Linked DNA regions of Zea mays: all the other regions are linked to region 3. Evidence: chromatin contacts called from public Hi-C data. All regions are on one chromosome and are shown on one strand. Each heading gives the region's core, a stretch centred on a gene start, on an enhancer-like site or on the middle of the called end of the contact. The rest is flanking DNA. Distances are from core to core; before and after follow the strand shown. Region 1 holds the start of LOC103633771 (pentatricopeptide repeat-containing protein At2g36240). Region 2 holds the start of LOC100191729 (Cadmium/zinc-transporting ATPase HMA2). Region 3 holds the start of LOC103632144.

Region 1 (3,110 bases), core at 44-2,543, 260 kb before region 3:
TATAGAGGAGGGGGGCTGGACCCTTTACACGACTGGATTCCGAGCTAATTCCGCAAATCTAGCCAACAAACATAGCACAAAACTCGGAACCCTAAACTGCTCTGCGCATGCGCGGACCGTTCGGCCCATAGGCGCGGACTGTCCGGACCGCGGACCGTCCGGCCTCAGGGCCGGACCGTCCGCCCACTCAAAATGAAGCTCAACATATACTCAAGTATAATATAGAGATTTTTAATAGATAAATAGGGGGAAAATCGGGTTGGACCGTGCCGAGATTGAGCCGACTAAAATCGTGTCGAGCTAAGGGCGTCCAGCAGGCCTGATTCCTTTGGACCAATGATGCGCTCGTATAGGCAGACATCGGCGCAAGCAAGACGATGAGTTGTGTAGACATGACTACCAGATATCAACACCTCAGAGCTGTACACAAATTTTTAATTTGGTAAATTTGATATTAGTTAGGTACATGGAGAAGGACGTCGTGGTTGGGCACCTATTGTGGCACGGGCACCCGTCGTGTCGCCGCCACCCACCATGCCCGTGAGACCTAAATTCGCAAGAACACGAGATGAACCTTGCCGCCACCATCCTCACAAGCTGTTCGAGACTTTTAACTACTCATGGTAAAGATTTGGAACATGTTTGATCAACTATACCATTTAAACAATGTCTACTTTAGTGATGTATATATATCGTAGCAAAGCACAGACACCTAGCTAGTGTCTACTAGAAGCAAGACACCTCAAAAGACAAAGCTATGCCTCACACACCAGGGCAAAAAGAAAACTAGATGCAAGACATCCACTATTGTGTGTTTTGCTAAGTCTACACTTAGAGAAGCTGCATTTATGTGTGGTGTTATGATAACAGTTATGGATAATATGGTTTGTTTGTTATGTGTTATGTGAACTGCACGAGTTTGGTATGTAAATCTGAACCAGTTTATTATTTGAACCTATAAATATTGATATTCTAATGGATGAACCTATATGTTGTCCATATCCGTTTTTTAAATGTTGCTGTCCGTTTTTTAAATGTTGCTGTCCATATTTTCTCTCCATATGGAATGGCTGTAGATTTCAGTGGTTAGTAAGGAATTTTCTCTCCATATTTTCCGTATCAAGTAGTTGTATTTTCTTTTCTTTTTTGTATAGATAGCTTACTATTCTTTTGGCACCAAAACCCTATTTCATGTGACGTGAACCCCTTTCGCTCGCTCCGAGTGCGGAGGAAGGGGAGCTCGACGCACCCAAGTCGCCCGCCCACGGAACGCGCCGCCGCCGCCGCCGCCATCACATCACAGAGGCCTCGCCGTCGTCTCGGATATTCCCCGCCGTAGGACCAGTTTCCCTCCAGCTGCCGGAGACCATGTCGGGCGGCCTGGACATGTCCCTGGACGACCTCATCAAGCAGTCCAAGTCCCGACCCAAGGACAGCCCGGCGTCCTTGTCGGGGCCTGCCCGCCGCGCGCCACACCCCGCCCGCGCCGCGCCCTACCCACCGGCCGCTCCCAAGGTACACCGCGTGCGCCCTGCGTCCTCCTTGCCCCGGGTTCCCTCCACCAGAAAACCCTAACGCCGCCGCCGCCGGCCTGTGCCCGCTCGTCCCTCCCAGGCCCGTGCCGCCGCCGACTCGCCCTACGGGGTCTACTCCAAGCACATCGCCGCGATAGCGCCGCCCCCGCTGGCCAAAGCAAGGTCGCTTGAGACGGGAACGAAGCTGCACATCTCCAACCTTGACTCCGGCGTCACCATCGAGGATGTCCAGGTGCTGCCCATGCTTCTGTTGTTTGGCAATTCAATCAGCAATTTGGCAATAGGTTCAGTTCTACTGTGTTATTTGAATGAATCTAGCAGCCCTATGTTTGTCGATTTGTCTTAGCTGTTTGTTGTAAAGTTTTTTTTTTGAATGGAGGAATGACAGTTCTAAAGTTTTAACAAGAACCGTTTTGCGTCCAAAGCTTTCCCTTTTTCTTAGGCTTTCTTTGAAGTTTGAAGAACTGACTTGACAGTTATGGTCATATGGATCCATGGTTTTTAAAGCGGTAAGGCGGTCTAAGGCGTTGGACCACCGCCTGGATGCCTAGGCGAGGTAGGCGGACAATGCGCCTAGGCGTTAGACCACCGCCCGGACGCCTAGGCGACGCCTTAAGAACAGTGTATAGATATATGGCTGTCATACTTCCAACCTTCCACGCAAAAAGGGTCTTGCTATCCTGATTGCTGGCAATACATGAACTGTGTATATGATTTTAGAGTGTTAGCATTAGCTGCTTAATGAGCCCAAGTGTACGATGGAAGTTATATGATGGAATTGATCCATTAGCACTTAGCATGAGCATGACATGATTCCTTTGAAAAAAGTGGTATTCTATTTCTATGTAGTCTATAGTTGTGTGACCAAGTTGTAACATTCATTTTAGTGTTCACAGCATGGTTTTCAAATCGCCTGGTTGGCAGGTCGTGATCTGTGACCGATTAGGCGATTAATCGCGATTAGGACGTCGACCGGGACGATTAATCGGTGACTGGTCGGCCACCTGGTTGTCCTAGTCATCCTATATAGTTATATACAGTTATACACTATAGTGTATAGTTATATACTATATAATTAACTCCAAACAGCAGACATCAGTCCTACACCTACAACACAACAGCAGTAGGTAATCAAAGTATGATATCAAACAAAAACAAACAGTAAAGGTTATTTAGCAGTAGTGATCCAGGGAAAATGACTTCAACTTCAACATTGATATCTGCGCAGGATGAACAAGGAGAAAAGATGGTTTTTGAAACTGAACAAGGATGGACAAGGTACCAAACTGAAACTGAAAATGAACAAGTTAAGTCCAAACTGAAACTGAACTAAGATGAACAAGGAGAAAACTGAAAAGGATCTGCATCTGCGAGTTGTTGATCTAAAAAATTCTAAACTGAAACCAAAGTACCAAAGCCAAACTGAAACGGTACCTTTAGATGAGGTACTCATCTTCTTGAGTTTTTGACCGCCGGAGTTGGTCAGGCGTCAGAGATGATCACCGGAGTTGGTCAGTGACTGTTCTTGTTCAGCAGTTGGTCAGGGAAGAGTTGGAGCAGAGTAGCAGACAGAGA
Region 2 (3,314 bases), core at 14-2,513, 370 kb after region 3:
TCTATGCGTTTTTGACACCGCGGTCGTTTCCGGTGGTCACCGTGCCCGCGTACCAGGGGTGTAGTGCTTGGCGCACGAGTCGATGAGCCGCTGCGTCCGAGACCGGCTGTTCTGGGCCTCCTCCACCAGCCTCTCCATCTTCGCCACCGTCGAGTTCTCGGCGAGGGCCGTCGTCCTCACGGAGATGTAGCCTGCGACACCACCACATGGATGGATCGACATTGTTGCTGAATAAAGCTCGGAAATGAACAGATCCGAGGATTACCGTCTAAGTTGATGGTGCCGGCCCAGACCTCCGACTGCGGCTGCTTCGGCACGGGGAAGGACTCGCCGGTGAGGCTGCTCTCGTCGACCTCGCTGTGCCCGCCGACGACCACGCCGTCCACGGGGACCACGTCGCCGGCCCTGACCGCGACGACGGTGCCGACCGCGACGTCGCCCATGCCGACGACCTGCCCCGTCTCGGCCAGCACGACGGTCTTGGGCACCGTGGACATGAGGGACAGCATCCCGGCGCTGGCCTTGCTGCACGCCAGCGTCTCCAGCCACTCGGCGACGGTGAAGAGGAACACGATGGCGCCGGCCTCCGTGAAGCTCCCGAGCGCCACGGAGCCGGCGACCGCGATGAGCATCAGGATGTTGATGTCCAGCGTCAGCTTGCCCGCCGCGGCGAACGCCCGGAGCAGCATGGGCTGGGAGCCCACGCAGGCCGCCGCCACCGCCAGCCACCGCAGCGGGGGGAGCAGCGGCGCGAGCAGGGACAGGGCGAGCAGGGCGCCGCAGGCGACGGTGAACGGGCTGGGCCACCGCCCGCCGGCGCCGGCGCTGCTGCCATAGGCTCGGACGGAGGCCTCGAGGCCCGCCTTGTTCAGAACCTTCACTGGTCCGGAAATGTGCAACAGAGATTGATTCCGATTTCATCGTAATATATATGTAGGCCGGGGGGGTCGAAGGAGTTTTTTTTTTTCGTTACCAATGTGGAACTGGGAGACGGCGGCGGTGTCGTGGTCGACGATGACGGTCCGGGACGGGACGACGACGGTGACCGCCCTCACGCCTTGGATGGGCGTCAGGAGCCGCTCGACGAGCGCCACCTCGGCGGTGCAGCAGATGCCCAGGACATCCAGGTACGTCTTCTCCCACTTGCCGGCCGCCTTCCCGCAGCAGCCGCCGTGGTGGTCGCCGCCGCTCCTGGCCGCTGCCTCCACGGCCGGTCCCGGCATCGCAGGGGGGCGAGCGGAAACGACGTGCGCCCGCGGGGCCAACCAAAAATTTAGCCACCGGCTGCTCCTTTATCCATGGCGTGGCCCGGTCCCGAGTTTTCAGGTTTGCCTCTTGAATTCCTATTTTGGGAGGAGACCCTCGAATCATATCATGGAATGCCACTCCATAATAATCAGATGAACTATCAACGTATGAAGTGGCCCGTGTGATCGCGCGGCTAGCATGCTACGCACTCTCCGTCCATCTTATCATTTTGAACAAGGACACGCTTAATTTTGACTGATTTTTCTACCTCGATGTATAAAAACAATTGCTAGTATATAATTCATAAGTCTCTGCTCCTATAATGCACTCCCAGCGTTTCCACGGGCTCGATGTTAAATGGTAAAAATAAGCTTAAATTTCACACAAAGTGGGGGGTTTGAACAGGGGTTATTAGTTTCAAACAGACATTCACACCCAGTGGCGCATACAATCCCAGGCACCCAGGCCGTGGCTCGGAGCATGATCCATATGTTTTTACATGCCTTCGTTATTTTTATAGTAAAACTGGTTAGTTACTCGTGCATTGCTACGGTTTCTATATACTACATAGATAAATCTTATTTAAATGAGATAGTTATTCAAACACATTTCAAACCTTTGCAATGATTTGTGCTTCATTTAAATTAGTCGCTGTGTCCGATATCAACACACCTAACATATAATCTGTATAAATTCATTTTATAAGCCGAGTGAGAAACCACACTTTCAATGCTCGCTCTTGTGAGGTGGCTCGGTGGCAACAAACCTTACCGATGCCCCTTTCTCCTCCCCTCAGGCCTGGCCCTGAGGGTAGGCAGGGTATGCCGCCGCTCAGGGCCTCCAAAGTCAGTAGGGCCCCAGTCTGGCACAAATAGATATATATATATATATATTCTATTCCCAAAATCCCTAGCCGTTGCTCGCTGGTAACTATTGCTAAAGATATTGCAAATGATATTGGTGTAAATGCATCATTTCCAGTAAAGCGTAAAGCGGCGAGAAAGAAACAATTTGATGAAAGTAGTTGCCATGAAGAAATTCTAGAAAATAAGAGAGCTTTTGAAGTCAACTATTTTTTGTATTAGTTGATATGGCGAGCACTTCTTTGAGGACTAGATTTGAAGAACTCCCCATGTTTAAAGGTATATTCGGGTTTTTTATTGAGCTCAAGCAAACTAAGGTCACTAAATGATAGAGAACTTAAAGAGTGTTACACTAAATTTGCAAACACTTTCTCTCATGATGGTTCATGTGATGTTGAGTTAAATGATTTGATTTCTAAATTGAATATTCTAAAGTTTACTTTGCCTAACGGCACATTGTCTGCTATGGAGATTTTTGAGCATACCAGAGATGTGGATTGTTATCCTAATGCCTCTATTGCTTATATAATATTATTTATTCTGCTTGTTACTGTTGCATCTGCTGAAAGAAGCTTCTCAAAATTAAAGTTACTGAAGGATTATTTAAGATCAACAATGAGTCAAGAAAGGTTGAATGGTTTGGTGACTTTATGCATCGAGAAGAAGCTATTGGATGATATCAATATCAGTAGTATAATCGATGATTTTGAATAAAAAATGTTAGAAGAAATTTTATAAGATGAGGAGTGACAAGTAAGTTTTTATTATTTCAGCTAATGTTATTTTATAAATAATAATATATAATATTCTATATTACAGTAAGTTATATACAAATTTTTTTACTGATATATGTTTAATAGATGTGTAGATTATATATATATATATATAGTTATACGGGGCCTCTATATAATTTTTTGCTTAGGGCCCCCGAAATGTCAGGACCGGCCCTGCCTCCCCTCCGTCTTGCCGCCGCCAGAGTAAGCGTCTGAAAGTCTTGAACGGCTTGCGAGAATGAATGTGGCAGGATCCTCCTCATATTTTCACGACTAACATATCTCCTTGTTGAGCAGGTATGTTTCTTTCGGTTCCCCTCGGGGTCTATATGAACCATGGTTAAACTTTTGAGTAAAAAAATTGTAAGCAGAATCTATCAAATAATGAATCACCGTTTTTAGATTATTAGGAACTAAAGATTTGCTAACA
Region 3 (3,286 bases), core at 515-3,014:
TTGAATGGAGAAATATGTATGTACCACGGTCCACGGGGGAAGAAGAAGAAGAAAAAAAAACTAAACATCAAGGAAACAACATACTCGAATTGAGCTACGTTGTAAATGTCAAAGGTCGCACGTGAAAGCATAATACTAGATATAAGAAAAATTCTGCACAGCTTTTAGCAATATTTATATGAGTGCTTCATAATTGTGCGTTCAAAAGTCAGTGGTAACTATAACTACACTTTGCCATGACAGAACACGAAAAAAACATGAGCGTAAGAGTTACCCTGAGGTTCACAAAGAAGCCTGGACAAGGAGATGCATACAGATGTGGATGCTGGGGCCGCATCGATCTGCTGTGAGGATGGACAGGCCACTGGGGGCCCATTGGCTACAACACCAAATAAATAAAAAAAAGATCCAGTGAGTTCAATACCACCTCGCCTAGCACAATTTGAACCAAATAAACTGAGCTTTCCAACTTGGAATTTTCTGGCTTAGGCGTGCATCACGTGATAAAGGTGCCAAATTGCTATCAGAACTCTTCAAGCTGTACACATAAAGTTGTATTATATTTACCTGAGAAACAATGGAGCTTGAAGCTTCAGGAGAATTACAACTTAATCCAAAACCAGTCAGGGTACCATCACTTCTGAGATCATGCACGTTAGGTTGTGAAATCCTCAAATTCAGATCAAGGATGTCTCCATCAACCACTGCTAAGAACAATTAATCCCAGTGAGATTGTAGAGGATCGTCTAATGGACGCCATGCAAAACTAAGTACAATAGTCCAATTGTACCATCTTTCTCAATTGCAGGTGGAAGTGGGACATCTCCATCATAGGAAACAGAATCAAAGTTCCTAACAGCATCCGGTCCATTGAAGCGAATGGCTGCCCTATCATACGCTCTACAGAATCAACAAAGAGATCAAAGTGCGTGAGAGTTTAAGTTGTTAGCATCCATGAATATACGAAAAATTTAAAAGAAGTGCACAATACTGCTAACTGAACCTTGCTGCTTCGATTTCACTGTCAAATAGACCAAGGTAGATGTACCTGCACATGAATACCATCTCTTAGTAAATTTACAGAGTGATACTTAGAGCTATACCAGTATACTGCACGTGGATTGCAGTTTTCAATCACTGTATTACCAGACTAATCAAGATCGGAGAATGCAGCCTTTAATTGATAACTTAAGAGTTAGTGTTCACACAAGGATGCAGGGCTAAACAAACCATTTCTTGGGAGTTAACGGTTAGGATGAAATGCTAAAGAAAGCATAACATGCTCCTTCCAATACATTACTGTACCACTCAGCTTTGCATTTTTTTTTGACCCCACAGAAGCTACAAGCATGGAGTACCTATGTTCCATCTCAATATTAACTGCCAATTTCTGTTCAAGCAGTTCATCCGAGCACAGTTTTTGTTCACCTCATTGAAAAATGCCTGAGCTACTCCATAACTAGACTAAAGCTAGGTGTCAAGATTACTTACTTCTTTCCGAGAAGCTGACCCATCCGAGCTTCCCACCGACCACACTTGTGTAGTGTCACACCGCGGTACTTTGAGCTCCCCCTGGCAAACCCAGTGCTTTGACGTCGGAGTATGTGAACAAACTCCTCCTTAGTCCAATTCCTCATCTAGGAGCACACAAGCTAACCAATCAGGGTCGATCAATCACACATGCGCCGCGTGAAGAACAGCTAAGCACAAAACACTGAAAAAAAAACAGCATCACACATCTTACACAGACAGATTACCTGCTTCAAAAAGGGAATGGACGCTCTCCCCGTCCTCGCGGCGGCTAGCACCGCACCTGCCGCCGCTGCCGCTCCCCCCGCCTGCTCGCCGGAAAACCAACCCCAACCCCTCCATCACCCCATTGATCAGGCCTCCATCCTCCAGAGCCACCCTGCCTCGGTGGAGATTCCAGCATTCGACGCGGACGCCCGCATTCCCAGATCTGACTCCGGGACTTCTTCTTCGACGCGGTCCTGCCTCAAGCCTGCCGCCGGTTCGTCGACAGCTAAGGCCGCCTGCACCAGGAGAGTTAGGTTCGCCGAATCAGCTCTGTCCGCCGACCAATCTCATCGTTCCTGCTTTGACGCGTCTGCTGCTCCAACGAAAATCACTCCGCACGGCCGGGATGGGACTGCTACCCACCGACTTCAATACCCAGGCCTGCGTCCCATCACTCCTCAACGCAGCAAATCCGCGGAATCCGGCGCTGAAGATTTGCCTGGCTGGACAACGGTCCATCGGCGACTCCGCAAGAGATTCAATTCGCCTGCGACTTCATTGAAGCCAACAACCGAGCATTCAAGGTTCCGCCATCTGGACAACAAAAATCTTAAGGTAAGCCTGAGAGGTAAATGCTTCCGATGTCTGGCCAGAGGGCACTACGCCATTGATTGCAGGGATCCGTTGAAATGCTTCAACTGCGGCGGCCCTGGACACAGAGCCTGGCAATGTCCCAAGAAGATTAGTGCTGCTGCTTCTACCCCCTCTGCCTTCCCACCACCTCCCTGCTTCGACAACGTCAACTTCCCTCCTCTGCGCCAAGTCAACATGGTGAAGCCTGGCAACCCCATGGAGCGCCCGCAGGAGACTTTCGCTGTTGCCGCGTCCTCTCGGGACATGGACAGCGAGCTGGCGCGGTTGAGCACCCACGCGGCATGGGCCTGGCTCGGCGGCGTTCGACCGGCGACAAGCACCAACACAGTAAGAAGGGCTTTCTGCTCTAGGTTCAGGATGCGCGAAGAAGACATCAAGGTGGTGAGACACTATCCAGAGGACTTCCTCGTCACCTTTGAACACCAGCATCACCGGGACACGGCTGTGGCGCAGCGCGACTTCACCTACAACAACATCGACATCCGCGTCAGGCCGTGGCAGCTCCCCGTCCACGGCGACCACAGCGTCTTCGGCTCCCACGTGCGCCTGTGCCTGGAAGGCATCCCTCTGCACGCATGGAACGATGGCATCGCCAAGCGTGCGGTGGCTAAGTCCTGTGTGCTGGACTACGTTGAAGCCCAGTCGCTGCGAATGGAGGATGCTACGACGCTCAATCTGTGGGCGTGGGCGCGAAACCCGTCTGACATACCTAAGGTAACGTGGCTGACCATTGTTGACAGGAGCAGCACTGCCCACGACGCGACACCGGCGGGGCGTAGCGGCTTAACCTTCAGGGTCATCGTCCACCTTGATATGGTGGAAGACCCCCCTACCAGGGATGGCCATGGGCATTCACGTGCGTATGATTGGAGGCTTGGTGTTGTTGACGGCGAGT

What was found. Hi-C and Micro-C count contacts between places; a contact is called where the count stands out from the background.
Region 1: a Hi-C map of ear shows a contact between it and region 3, with 2.3 times the contacts expected there. The contact joins the promoter of LOC103633771 here to the promoter of LOC103632144 in region 3. A contact is called at or near these places in 2 of 25 Hi-C or Micro-C datasets (ear and tassel).
Region 2: a Hi-C map of leaf mesophyll shows a contact between it and region 3, with 2.3 times the contacts expected there. The contact joins the promoter of LOC100191729 here to the promoter of LOC103632144 in region 3. A contact is called at or near these places in 2 of 25 Hi-C or Micro-C datasets (ear and leaf mesophyll).

What each region holds. Positions count from the first base shown.
Region 1 is chr7:23,143,420-23,146,529 of Zm-B73-REFERENCE-NAM-5.0, reverse strand. LOC103633771 (pentatricopeptide repeat-containing protein At2g36240) reads right to left here and starts at 1,293. Exons shown (of 2, transcript XM_020541497.1): 1 at 1,250-1,293. The coding sequence starts at 1,293. It overlaps LOC100193488, which reads left to right and starts at 1,176. Exons shown (of 6, transcript NM_001416209.1): 1 at 1,176-1,515; 2 at 1,615-1,767. The coding sequence starts at 1,369.
Region 2 is chr7:22,511,798-22,515,111 of Zm-B73-REFERENCE-NAM-5.0, reverse strand. LOC100191729 (Cadmium/zinc-transporting ATPase HMA2) reads right to left here and starts at 1,263. Exons shown (of 6, transcript NM_001360049.1): 1 at 974-1,263; 2 at 266-880; 3 at 54-191. The coding sequence starts at 1,223.
Region 3 is chr7:22,878,929-22,882,214 of Zm-B73-REFERENCE-NAM-5.0, reverse strand. LOC103632144 reads left to right here and starts at 1,764. Exons shown (of 2, transcript XM_008653978.3): 1 at 1,764-3,286. The coding sequence starts at 1,774. LOC100271892 (sister of indeterminate spikelet 1) reads right to left here. Exons shown (of 10, transcript NM_001146067.1): 5 at 1,492-1,637; 6 at 1,004-1,048; 7 at 791-900; 8 at 568-707; 9 at 275-379.